Linked DNA regions of Rattus norvegicus: region 1 is linked to region 2. Evidence: chromatin contacts called from public Hi-C data. All regions are on one chromosome and are shown on one strand. Each heading gives the region's core, a stretch centred on a gene start, on an enhancer-like site or on the middle of the called end of the contact. The rest is flanking DNA. Distances are from core to core; before and after follow the strand shown. Region 1 has its middle 4.0 kb from the start of Bmper. Region 2 overlaps Bbs9 (Bardet-Biedl syndrome 9).

Region 1 (6,159 bases), core at 1,231-3,730, 460 kb before region 2:
AGAAGAACAACCAGCAGGTGCCCACCCCATGTTAGTCCCTGAAGTGCCTTGTGCATCTAAACTCTAATCGCTGACAAGCCTGACAAGCCTAGCTTTTCCCTAGTCTCTGACCAGTTTGAGGTAGCATTTGCAGATGAGAAACTCCTTTGACACTCAGTCCTCTGACACACTTCACCGCATATACCTGCCCCCACCCCCTCCCCCCCACCCCACCCCTGTCATCCACACTATCACTTGTTTTCACTTTCTAGCCATTTGAAGGGTTCTTTCAGTGAGTGCATCGTGCCCAACATCCCTACACAATAAGGACCACATCCCCCCCCCCCCCGTGACGTGGACAAGTGGGAGAAAGGAAAGCTGTCATTAGCTTAGCATGCTCCATTTCCCTCTCAAAACAGATTTTGTGTAAAATTTAAATTAAAAGAGACAAGAGACAATGTGGTTACATGCCCCGCCCCCCAAATAACACCATGGCTAGATGCCTTGAAAGTCAAAGTGTTGAAGGTCTTTCTGATTCCCTAAGCCTACAGAAATGTTAAACTGTACACACACACACACACACACACACACACACACACACACACACACACACAGAGAGAGAGAGAGAGAGAGAGACAGAGACAGAGACAGAGAGACAGAGAGACAGAGAGACAGAGTTTTTACTTCCAATATGAACTAATTAGAAAATTAAAACTAAAAGTTAAAAAAGAATTATTTCCACAGAAAAGTACAATCGGTAGGAACCACTGTCTCTGCCATCTAAAATGATTCTCCTTCAATGAGGTCTCTAGACAAATGTATCCATTTGTATCCATGGGGACCCAGTGATCCCCCAGATGTCCATAGGCTCCGCTACATGTCCACTACAAAACTTCAAAACACCGGAAGAGCGTGCCTGTCCCTCCGACTTGCCTCCTCTGCCCTGTCTCCTCAATGTGCATGACTAATTTTAGGGGGTTGAGACTCAATGTGTGTGGCATTTCTACCATGGGTGGCTAGACTCTCCCCTTAGGGAAAAACCAGAAACCTATTCACCAGCCTTGAAGTTGTGCATGAGAAGGTGGACAGAAGCCTCTGGAAACTTGGCTCTTCTGGTGTGCCAGCTCACAGTGGCCTCCACTTCAGAAAGAGCAGGTTATCCGCAAAGCCTTATTAGGAACTCCTCCAACTCCCATGCAACTATTGGTATTGTTGCTACTCATGAGTAGCAAACTCTCTCAGGTGCCAACTGATCCCTAAGGCAAGCTGAGATATTCTAGGGTCAAATAAGACAGTCAGGGGGAAGGAAAGAGAGAGGGCAGTGAAGAAGAGGAGGAGGAAGAAGATGAGAAGGAAGAGGAGAAAGAGGAGGAGCGGAAAGAGGAGAAAAAGAAAGAAGGAAAGGAAGGAAGGAAGGAAGGAAGGAAGGAAGGAAGGAAGGAAGGAAGGAAGAAAAGAAGAAAGAGGCAAGGAGACAACCTCCACTGAAAGGCATATAGGTTTGCTTCCATATTTAAACTAAATGGCACAGTGATATCTATCCAAGTCACAAATAATCTTGGCTGGAATCCAAAGGAGGGGAAAAAAGAGGGGTAGGGATATTTGATTTGACTTTTGACATTGTGGGTAAGGAGGCCATGGGGCCCACACTCGGGGCCTAGCTTGGGCCCAGATCTACAGAGTCTCATTCTTGCTCCACACAACAAGCAAATAACGTGGACACATGTAAAAGGAGATATGTCTTAAGGCGTGCCACACCCCTCAAACTGCAGCCCCAATTTCCACTGAGAAATTCACTGAGCGTGCAACTCAGAAGGTCCCAGCTGCTTCCAGAAATCAGCTCGTCCTCTCCACAACAGAGAAAACAGACCTCTCCGAGACAAACTGAAGAGACTGTGACAACAAACACTAATTGTCCCTACGTGTAAGAAGGCTGCACTCACAGAGGGCATCCACCTGGGCAAACTGAGGAAGATGAAGGACCGGCCCACAAAGGCCCTAATTTGATGAGGGAAACTTGGAGACTGTGGAAAATATTAAAGAGCCCAGAGTGCGTTTCTTTAGGAGACAGATTATTTTTGCAGGCATGGCCAACGGTCTGGATATCGGTAACGTCGGAGGGTACCATTTTTACGTCTCTGAAAGGGTTTGGGATGGCAGCATGGATTATGCCTGCCAATTTATTATTTCCCAACCTCTCTATTGATAGCCATCTGATTCTTGCTAGGGAAAAGTTGAAGACGCTACTGCCAAGATGTTTTGTTTTGTTTTGTTTTGTTTTGTTTTAGCACTGAAGATCTCAGAGAGCATACAATGGACTCCTCCCTCATTACCTTGACAGTGAAAAGGCTAGGCTGTGAGACTAACTCAGTGGCAGAGCAGTTGCCTGACACCCAGGAGGCGCTGCGGTCAAAGGGTGAGAAGGCTAAAAGCGAAGCGGTATGGGGAGCCGGGCCACAGGACTTAATAGAGGCAGAGCCCAGTAGAAGGCTTCTGCTGGCTGTTGAACATGGTACTTCCCGTTATAAGCGCTCTGCCTTCTTGGATTATGAGTCATGGGAATTACAGGAAAAGGCTATGGGATATTTCAGATATGATGCAAAGTAAAGTTACAGAGCTGGCACAATAGCTACTCAAATATTTATGGAACTGAACCGGTCCCAAATACATGAGTTGTATGACACCATAAAAACCATGGACGCTCCCATTACTGAGGTTCCTAGTTGAACGGTGAATTCATTCTTAGGTCACCAGACTACAGTGTTTAGGGACTGTGCCGACTTCTAAGTTGCCTGCTGGAGTGCTTGGTTTATCATCTTTCGGAGTGGCTGGGATCCATGGCAGCCATGAGTTGTTCTGGAGATTATAGCAGTAGCATTTCTTGTCACTCCCAAATATCAGATGCATTGGAAATTACTGTTTTATTAAAGATGGGAGCAGTGGGGACCATGGCAAGAGCGCGATTAAAACTGAATTATTTGATCCTGAGCCCGATCCTTTTGCACAAAGGCACTTTCCCGTATCTTGTAGCCCTCGGTACTGCATCCTTCACGGCACGTCCACAGACAAAGCAGCGCTTTAAGAGGAGACTAAGATGTTTAAAAACAGCTATTGCCTGAAATAATAAAACCATTGCTTTGTTTCCATTAGAATCGATAATGGTAATAAATGCTATTTCTTCACCACCTGGCCCTGACCCATTTCAACCCCCATGTTCCCCTTTGCCTCCAGCGCAATGGAGCCTCGTTACAAATGACCTAGAAAGACACGCTGCTCACACAGTGCCTGCTCACTGGAATGCCTGGGAGCTCAATCAGTGCCACGAAAGGTCACGCATCTACCAGTTTGGCAAACAAAATAAAGTTACTGTCATCCGAAGACTTGTATTTTTTTTTAAACCCCTAAAATAGTTCCACATCAGGGACTTGCTTTGAGCAAGGGTCCTCCTACTCTTCTTTTTACCTGGAACTTACTTTGCAAGCCTTATTGACACCAAAAACCATAGCTCCACCTTGAAGAAGTAAGGAATTGACTAGAGACTAAGGACCAGCCCAGGGAATCAGGATACCAAACTAATACCTTTCTCCTGTTGGTCTAGGCTTCACTAACTACATCCTGTCAATCTTCCTTGTAGTAAACATCAACAGAGGAGAGAAAAACACGATCTCCAGCCACTGCTATAGACAGAGAATTTGGCCCAACATTGCCAACTGGGGGTGTGTGCCGCCGGATTGGTACTTAATGTGTGCAAACTTAGACCACCACTCCTGGCCATTTTTTAGTTTCTGCTCTTCCCTTCTTCCTTAATATAGAAGCTGTAATTTGTGCAGTGCTTCTGAGTTATGAACAATAAAGATCACATTTTTAGTCTTTCTTATAGTCATACTACTCACCGTAACTTATACTGCTCCTACAATTAACTTCTAACCAACGAGACAGCAATATAAAAAGCCATTAAAGGACAGATTTGTTCACCTGTCTGTCCTTCCTGCTGATGACTGGAATCCTACTATGATACGTACTTGGGACTTCAACAACCATCTTCTGTTGACAGGGAAAATGCCCAAGGGAAAGAGTAGACTCTGATGCCATGAAATAAATGTAAGGTAGGCTTGACCCCTAACTCACCCCAATGAGGGGAAATGCATATTTACCATGTTCTGATCTTTGTTAATTAGTTAGGAGTTTTTCCCCTCGGAAAATATATTAAAACCTAGAATCTTCTGAAACATTTGATATATATCAAAGACAAAGAAGAGCTCTTGTTAAACAGTACCTTACCTATTTACTTATCTTTTAACCCTTAAAGAGCCAAAGAACAAATCTAGACCCAATCAGCAGTCAGTCCTGTATACGTGTTTTGTATGACTTACCCAGACTTCATGGAATTTAAGAAAACTCTAAGTGTAATTTATTTGCCTTTGTGTGTGCATATGAACACGTGTACAAATGAGCCACCCATGTACATGTGTGTAAAGGCCAAACAGCAGGAGTCCTTCCCTATCACTACTTCTCCTGAGATGGGGTTCCTCAGTACCCCTGCACCTCAGTATCTTTCAGCTAGGCTTGCAGTCAGCTCCTATGATCCACCTGACTCTGTCCCTCCCACTTAGGTCACAGGTACACACCCTGGCTTTTCATTTGAGTGCTGGAATGTGAAAACAAGCCATCATACTTGGTCAGCAAGCCTTCTTACCCACCGTGTCATCTCCTCAGACTGGTTCTCTTTATTTTAAATAGTCTTGATCTTTGCAAAGCTGTGCTGGTGTCGTTATTTATAATGGCCAAGAGGTGATAGAAACCCAATGTCAAGCAACGGGTGAACAATAAACAAAGCATAGTGTGTGTGACACAGTGAGCATGACACAGCCTATACACAGCTTGTATGTGTACAACACTATGTGTGCATACCATTGGATGCTACACAGGTTTTAAACAGAAACAAATTTCTGTTTTTGCTACAAGGTGGATAAAACACAAGACATTATTGTAAGTAGAAGAAACCAACTTGCCAATAACATGTTTGGCCCCACCCATGAGGCACCTGTAAGAGCAAAATCATAGAATCAGGCACACAATGGAAGCTGCAGTGTCTGTGGCATGGAGTATCTTGGAGAGATCAATGTGTATAGAATTCTAGCTTTTCAGGGCTAGAGAGATAGCTCAGAAGTTAAGAGCACTAGGCTGTTCTTTCAGAGCACCCTGAATTTTGATAAACACCACTCGCATGGTAGCTCACGTCCATTTGTAACTCTATTTCCAGGGAATCCAAAGCCCTTTCTGACCTCCATGGACACCAGGTACAGTTAAGGAGCATAAACAGACAGAGAGACAAAACACTCATATGCATAAAAGAAATGAAGAACTCTGAAATTAAAAGAATCATATTTCTATCTTTGCACCATGAAAAGTGTCCTGGATCTGGGGAGATGGGGCAGTAAAAGTTCCAAGGACCTGAGTTCAGAGCTCAGCATCCACTTTAAGAACTGGGTGGAAGCTCTCATCCCTAACCCAGCTCTGCAATAGCTGACCAGGCAGTTTGTGGAGACTTGATGACAAGCAGTCTAGGTAAAATGGCAGTCCCCAGGTTCAGCAAGAGACCTTGTCTCAAAACATAAGGAGACAGTGATGGAAGATATTTGACGTCAACCTCTGACCTTTGCATGCACGCACGTGGGCATGGACATTTACATATACATTGTGCATGAATGCATGCACATGAGCACATGCGCAAGCACACACATACACATTTTTGTGTGTATATATACAATATATATGACTATATATATATGACTATATATATATATGAAGAAGGCTTGTTTCCACAGAAATGTAATAACTAATGTACCTAACACCACTAACATGTATGTGGATAACAACCATGTGCATTTTACCACAAATTTAGAATTTTTAAACATTATTTTTGTTTTGTTTTTGAGATAGGGTTTATCTGTGCAACCCTGGCTATCCTATAACTCAAAGATCAACCTGTCTCTGTCTCCAGAATGCTGAAATTAAAGGTATGAACCACCCACCGCTGACCAGCGGAATTTTTAAATTTTTAAATAATAAGCTTGATGTAATATTTTCTTTGTTATCAAATTCACATAGGCAGTCAAAAATTAGGGATAGAAAATAATAAGGAAAGTTTTTATATTTATATTTTAGTGCATGTGTGTG
Region 2 (5,773 bases), core at 3,244-5,743:
AACTTAAAGTTGTATGTTGGAACACTCACATTTCCATGTGTCTGTCTGTTGCAGTGGGTGACGGTTAATGCACGAACGTATAACAGAATAAAGTTCAAAGGGTGAGTGATGGCAGAGCTGCCCGCCTCAATGCAGACAACTGCAGCTGCCCCAGAGAGTTAGGGATCCCAGAGGGAGGCAAACAGATATAAAATTGATGAAACTTTGTAATAACAATGCATGAAACAGGCAAAGGATAACCAGAGCGGATCCTCTAAGAAGCGCTGTAGATTTTCTCTTAAGGGTGTCCACGCATTCCCTGTAAGATCTGCTAGGGAACCTTAACTGAACATGTCTTTAGGGACTGGGAACGACGCTCAGTATTCGAGCCCTTGCCAAGCCTGTGACAGGCTCTGGTGGATCCCGAGTGGGTAAGACTTCCTCTAACTCTACGTGCTCTGTCCCTCTCTGCCTTTTCATCTTTGCTTTTCTCCATCTTGTCACATTAAACCTGTGACAGACGGCTGTCATCCCCAGACCTTGTGCAGTTCTCTTTTAGCAGCATGAGGACACCTTACACTCGCTTATCCTGATTGTCCCTGGATTCACAAGTGCTGCCACCATAGGAAAGCCCTGTACGGCTCCAATGGCGGAGCTCACAGAAGCAGAGAACCACCCTCCTCTGTGAATCCTATACCCCCCAGGAGCCTTTGAAATGAAATGGAAGTCCCTGAAATCAGACCGAGCTGCTAAGCAGAATTTATTCTAGACTATTTGTTATCACACAAACCAAGAGAAATAGCACCAAGAGACGGTACCCCGAGGAGTGCAGCTAGAGAGAATTCCTCAGATTCTGGTCCCTTCCATTCTCTTCAAACACTAGTTCTGTCGTCCTTGCTTCTTGGCAGTCACACCTCACAGACCTCACGGGTGCTACTAGAACGGTACCTGGAACATCATTACCTAACAATCAAATCTCCTCATAGGCCAAGTAAAATGAATTACTGAGTGGGAGGTTTGCCTAACTCAATGTATTATTCCTGTGCATCATTTAGTCACTAACATGTACGTCTCTGCTTTTCTATAATATTGTTACATCTAGCCTTTTAAGATAACGCTAAGTAAATAAATATTTTTAATAGGAGAAAAACTGGAATTAGACTAATGGATTAAGAGCCCCAAACGCAATCCTCACATCTAATACAGAGCTTTAAAAATTAGCTCAAATGAATAAGCTTTTAAAAAATTAAAAGAATAGTTCATCTCAGTGTCAGTCAAGAGCAGGAACAGTTGAGCCACCCACTGCCAAGCCACATTCAAATATGAGATACCATTTTCAACTTTAAATTGGCAAGATGCCCTCTGTTGATCTAGTTTAGTAAAGTCCCCAAGTCAGGCATGGTGGCTCACACCTGCAAGGATCTCGGGGTCATCAACTACATAACCAGCTTGAGGCCAGAGGAGCTTACACAAAGCAAAACAAAATAACCTCCAGTGTTGCCAGAAAGCCAATGTCGCTGCACAGAAGAAACAGGACACACCCTTTCTGGAAAGAAACATCTGTCAGACGCCTTTGCAAATACACATTTACCTTGACACAGCTGATCCACAATAGAAACTCATGCAAGGAAATGGTCATTAAGCCAAGTTTTAACCTCAAAGAAGTCCACTGAGCAATATTTACAATAGTAAAGTTGTCGAAGGAAATGAATTATCTAATGCCAGGAGATTAATTATATTAACTTTGCATAAATAACCATACTAAATAGATTTAAGAAAGATGTCCTAACAATATCGAAAATAACATGAAATATTCCTGATATCCACTAAGAGAGGCTGGGTCCCACATCCAGTGTCTCAACCTCGACTGGCCACTCTGACCTGCACCATAACCAATCTCCAGACTTCAGCCAGGACTTGGGATGCCTAACCCCCAACCAACAGATTGCTACCACGCCACATCCAGTCTCTCCATACAGCTAGGTCTACCCCATTCTCCAAGGCTACACTGGGTATACACATCCTGTATGCTCTCCCAGTATCTTGTGCCCAGCAAACTTCATTCAACCTAAGTCATTTTCAACATCTAGGCCCAACTTGTCTACACAGCACTCCTCTTACCCAACTTGCTCTGTCCATATCACAAACAGAACTAACAAATGTAGTCTACCTGCCTAGGTCTCATCACAAAAATATAAATAATATCCAGTCTAAAACCTACCAGTCCTGTAGAAGTGTTTGCCAATGAGAATAACCTGGATGAACCTGAGGACACAGAATTTAAAAGAACAATAATAAACTTCATTAAGAATTCAAGAAGTGGGCTGGAGAGATGGCTCAGCCGTTAAAGGCTAGGCTCACAACCAAAATATAAGAATTCAAGAAGTTTAAAGAAGACAGAAAGTAAATCTTTAAGGAGTTGGTAGTTTAAATGAAAACGCTCCCCCATTACACTCATACATATGAGTGCTTAGTCACCAGGGAGCAGAACTGTTTGAGAAGGATTAGGAGGTGTGGCCTTGTTGGAGGAAGTGTGTCACTGCGGCCGGGCGTTGAGGTTTCAAGAGCCCATGCATGCCCAGATCAGTGTCTCTCTCTGTGCTTGCTGCCTGTGATCAGGATGTAAGGCCCTCAGTTACTCCTCCGGCACCATCACCGCTTGCCTGCATGCAGCACACTGCCTGCCGTGATGACGGACTGACTCTCTGAGGCTGTAAGCAAACCTGTAATTAAACGTTCTCTTCTATTGGTTGTCTTAGTCACGGTGTCTCTTCACGACAATAGGACAGGAACTAAAACAAGGAGGATAAATGCCTGGAGTGATATCCAGGGCGACGTAAGCATAGGACTGGTGGAGAGGATGAAGACAAACCAAGGCTCGAGAACTGAGTAAAATCACCCCCACCCACGAAGAGTGGCTGATTTCAATCCCTACCTTTCTCCAACAGACAGGCCACCTGGACAAAAATAAACTGAGAAGCATCAAATCTAGCTGACACCACACATCAAATGGGCTTAATACATTACCTATAGAATATTCCATCAAAACACCAAAGAATAAACACTCTACTCAGAAGCACATTGAAGCTTTTTAAAATAGACCACATCCTGTGACAAAAACACACCTTCACAAATTCAAAGATATTTAAACAACTTCGTGTGCTCTATTGGACCACGGTGCAATAAACTTAAAATTAACAGTGAAAGAATCCCTGTAATATACCAACCCATGAAGATCAAACAATGACAGTACTGAATGATGAATAAGTCGATGAAGAAATCAAGAATAAAAAAAAATACTCTGGAACTAAACAAGAATTAAAACACCACATACCAAAGCCTCTGGGACACACTGAAAGCCATTCTGTGAGGGGAAATTAGAGCGTTAAGCGCTGACATTAAAAGCCAGAAAGAACACAGCAAACGACTTGACAATGTAACTCAAAACCAAGGTACACCAAGATCAAACCAAATGCAAGCCCAGCCGAAGACAAGAAATAATTTTCTTAATGACGGTATCTCACTGTACAGCTCAGTGAGGCTTCAACCTTGCAATCCTCCTGCCTCAATTACCTGAGTGCTGCGATTATAAAGAAATGTGTCACCAGAGTTGGCTTCAGTTTAACTCAAAATAATGAAATGATTAAATCATTATTTTTTACTCACCAAGTATTCTCTACCTAGGGGGAAAGAGAAAGTTAAAATGGCTGAGCACAGTGTTTGAAGGCATCAAGAGCTTTAGAAATGCTGGGCTCCCCACTCCTTAACTCTGGAAACTGTCTTAGCTCAACTAGCAGGTGACTGCAGGCCATAGGCAGTGTCCGTTAACCCAGTGCCTAGTGTTGATAATGAAGTATGCAGAAACAATAATTCATTGAAAAACTTACTTTTTCTTTCTAGGTGCTTGATATGGATTGCCTACTGAATAATATCAACTGTTAGCAGCTCTTAAACAATTTCTGTTTTAGAAAACTTAATAACACTGTGTCTAGTCCTCTGATTAGGACACTCATGGGAAAATGTGCTTAGAAAAATAAATGTAAACCTAATTGCTATGTAGCAAATCATTTATCTCAAATGAGACAAGTGTAAAGTTCTCAAATGTCTCTAAATTCCTTAACACGGGACACATGATGGGACCTATTCTTGTTTCAAGATAATTACTTTGTGAGCACGAAGGGATCATAAAAATTCCACAGTGACAGAACAGAGTGCTAAAATAACTTGATAGTTAAAATGCAGTCACAGCGGCGGAAGACTGCCCACATTTCCTACAGTGACTGCTTGGTTCTAGGAGTGGGAACAATAAACAGAGGTAGGCCACTTGTGAAGGAGAGTGCATGTCTCATTAGCAAAATAATTGTCTTGCCCCAGAGAAAATGGTTGGCAGGAATGGAAGGTAAACCTCCAGAAGCTCCCAGAGAAAATGCCAACTTCCCTTGGAAGAGCCAGTGAGTCCCACAAACCCGTGGTGAGTATCTCCATCATTTGGGGAACGGCCCTCCAAGCTCTGTGCTAGACTCCAGACACCATGGCTAGCAGTTACTCTTAACCAGAGACAGACCACAAACAGACTGAAAGAAATCTATGTCAACTGAAATAGGCAGTGGTTGTTTGCTAAAGAATTTGAGGTCCTAGAAGAAACATGACCCAGAAGCAAGGCTATCAACTCTTCTATCGAGACAGGTCCTAGTAACAGACAGACAGACAAACCCAAGGAACGACACGTTGTTAATCTACAGAGCTCCCGTCAGTCACCGTGGTGCTTACTTCTCTGTCACAGTGATAAAACGTCATGAGCAAGGTAACCAATGTAAGGCTCACGGCTCCAGAGGGAGATGAGGCCAGCACAGCAGAGCACAGGCACAGCTACAAACCACACACAGGGAGGCAGGGACAGGAAACCCAGAGCTCACCTTGGAGTGGGAAGCAGAGAGAGAGCAAAGGAGAAGTGGGTAATACCTCACGCTCTCAGAGTTTGTTCTCAATGACATAGTTATTACCATCAGGAAGGCCACGTCTCCTAACCTTCACCAAACAGTGCCGCCCAGTGGGGACAAAAATGTCCAAACATCAGAGCCTGTAGGGGACATTTATTTTCAAACCACCACAGTCACTACTGATACCACTCAGATGATTGAAATGCATTTATTTTAGCAATCTCGTATTTCATTTGGCATGTGTCATACTATCTTTTGAATTCTTAAGTAATCATATTCAGTGATAAAAGATTAGACCAGAAGAAAACGTGGGCCTATTTCCCTAATTATCATCTACATTAAAAAGCCATGCTCTGGGGTTGGGGATTTAGCTCAGTGGTAGAGCGCTTGCCTAGCAATCACAAGGGCCTGGGTTCGGTCCCCAGCTCCGAGAAAAAAAAAAAAAAAAAAAGCCATGCTCTTTGAGGCTAAAACCATCTTAACGAATACCTCTTCATGCCTTTTCCAACTGCAAAGGATTTTACTGATACTAGCTCTCCAGTGAGTCTTTACTAGAGTGCTTACTTAACCTGCCACTGAATTAACTGCCTCTCAATGACAGAATGCTCTGTTTTTATGAGGCATTTTGCTTACTAACCCCAAACGTCTATCGCCTAAACATCTGGAGACTGTCAAGACTCAAAAGCCACTTTAAAACACCACAAAATGTATTTCCTAATACATATATACATATATACATATATATATATATCTGAAGAAGTTAAGTCCACACACACAAGATCATAAGAAACGTATACGGAATGTACTAGAACTAATACATTGTTTTGTATTGTTTCATGGGAAATGGCTAGCAG

Evidence for each region. A called contact is a pair of places that touch in the nucleus more often than the background predicts.
Region 1: a Hi-C map of the A7r5 cell line shows a contact between it and region 2, with 2.7 times the contacts expected there. The contact joins two enhancer-like sites. A contact is called at or near these places in 7 of 12 Hi-C or Micro-C datasets (the A7r5 cell line, the Rat2 cell line, Schwann cells and 3 more).

Annotation. Positions count from the first base shown.
Region 1 is chr8:30,001,137-30,007,295 of GRCr8, reverse strand. No RefSeq gene overlaps it. Among named protein-coding and RNA genes, the nearest start is that of Bmper, 4.0 kb to the left of the region's middle. Within about 2 kb of position 2,480, at least 2 of the 93 cell types and tissues checked have an H3K27ac peak or open chromatin away from gene starts, as enhancers often do. A contact at or near this core is called in the A7r5 cell line, where this site is marked.
Region 2 is chr8:29,547,236-29,553,008 of GRCr8, reverse strand. All of the region lies in intron 19 of Bbs9 (Bardet-Biedl syndrome 9), which reads right to left. Among named protein-coding and RNA genes, the nearest start is that of Bbs9, 260 kb to the right of the region's middle. Within about 2 kb of position 4,493, at least 1 of the 93 cell types and tissues checked has an H3K27ac peak or open chromatin away from gene starts, as enhancers often do. A contact at or near this core is called in the A7r5 cell line, where this site is marked.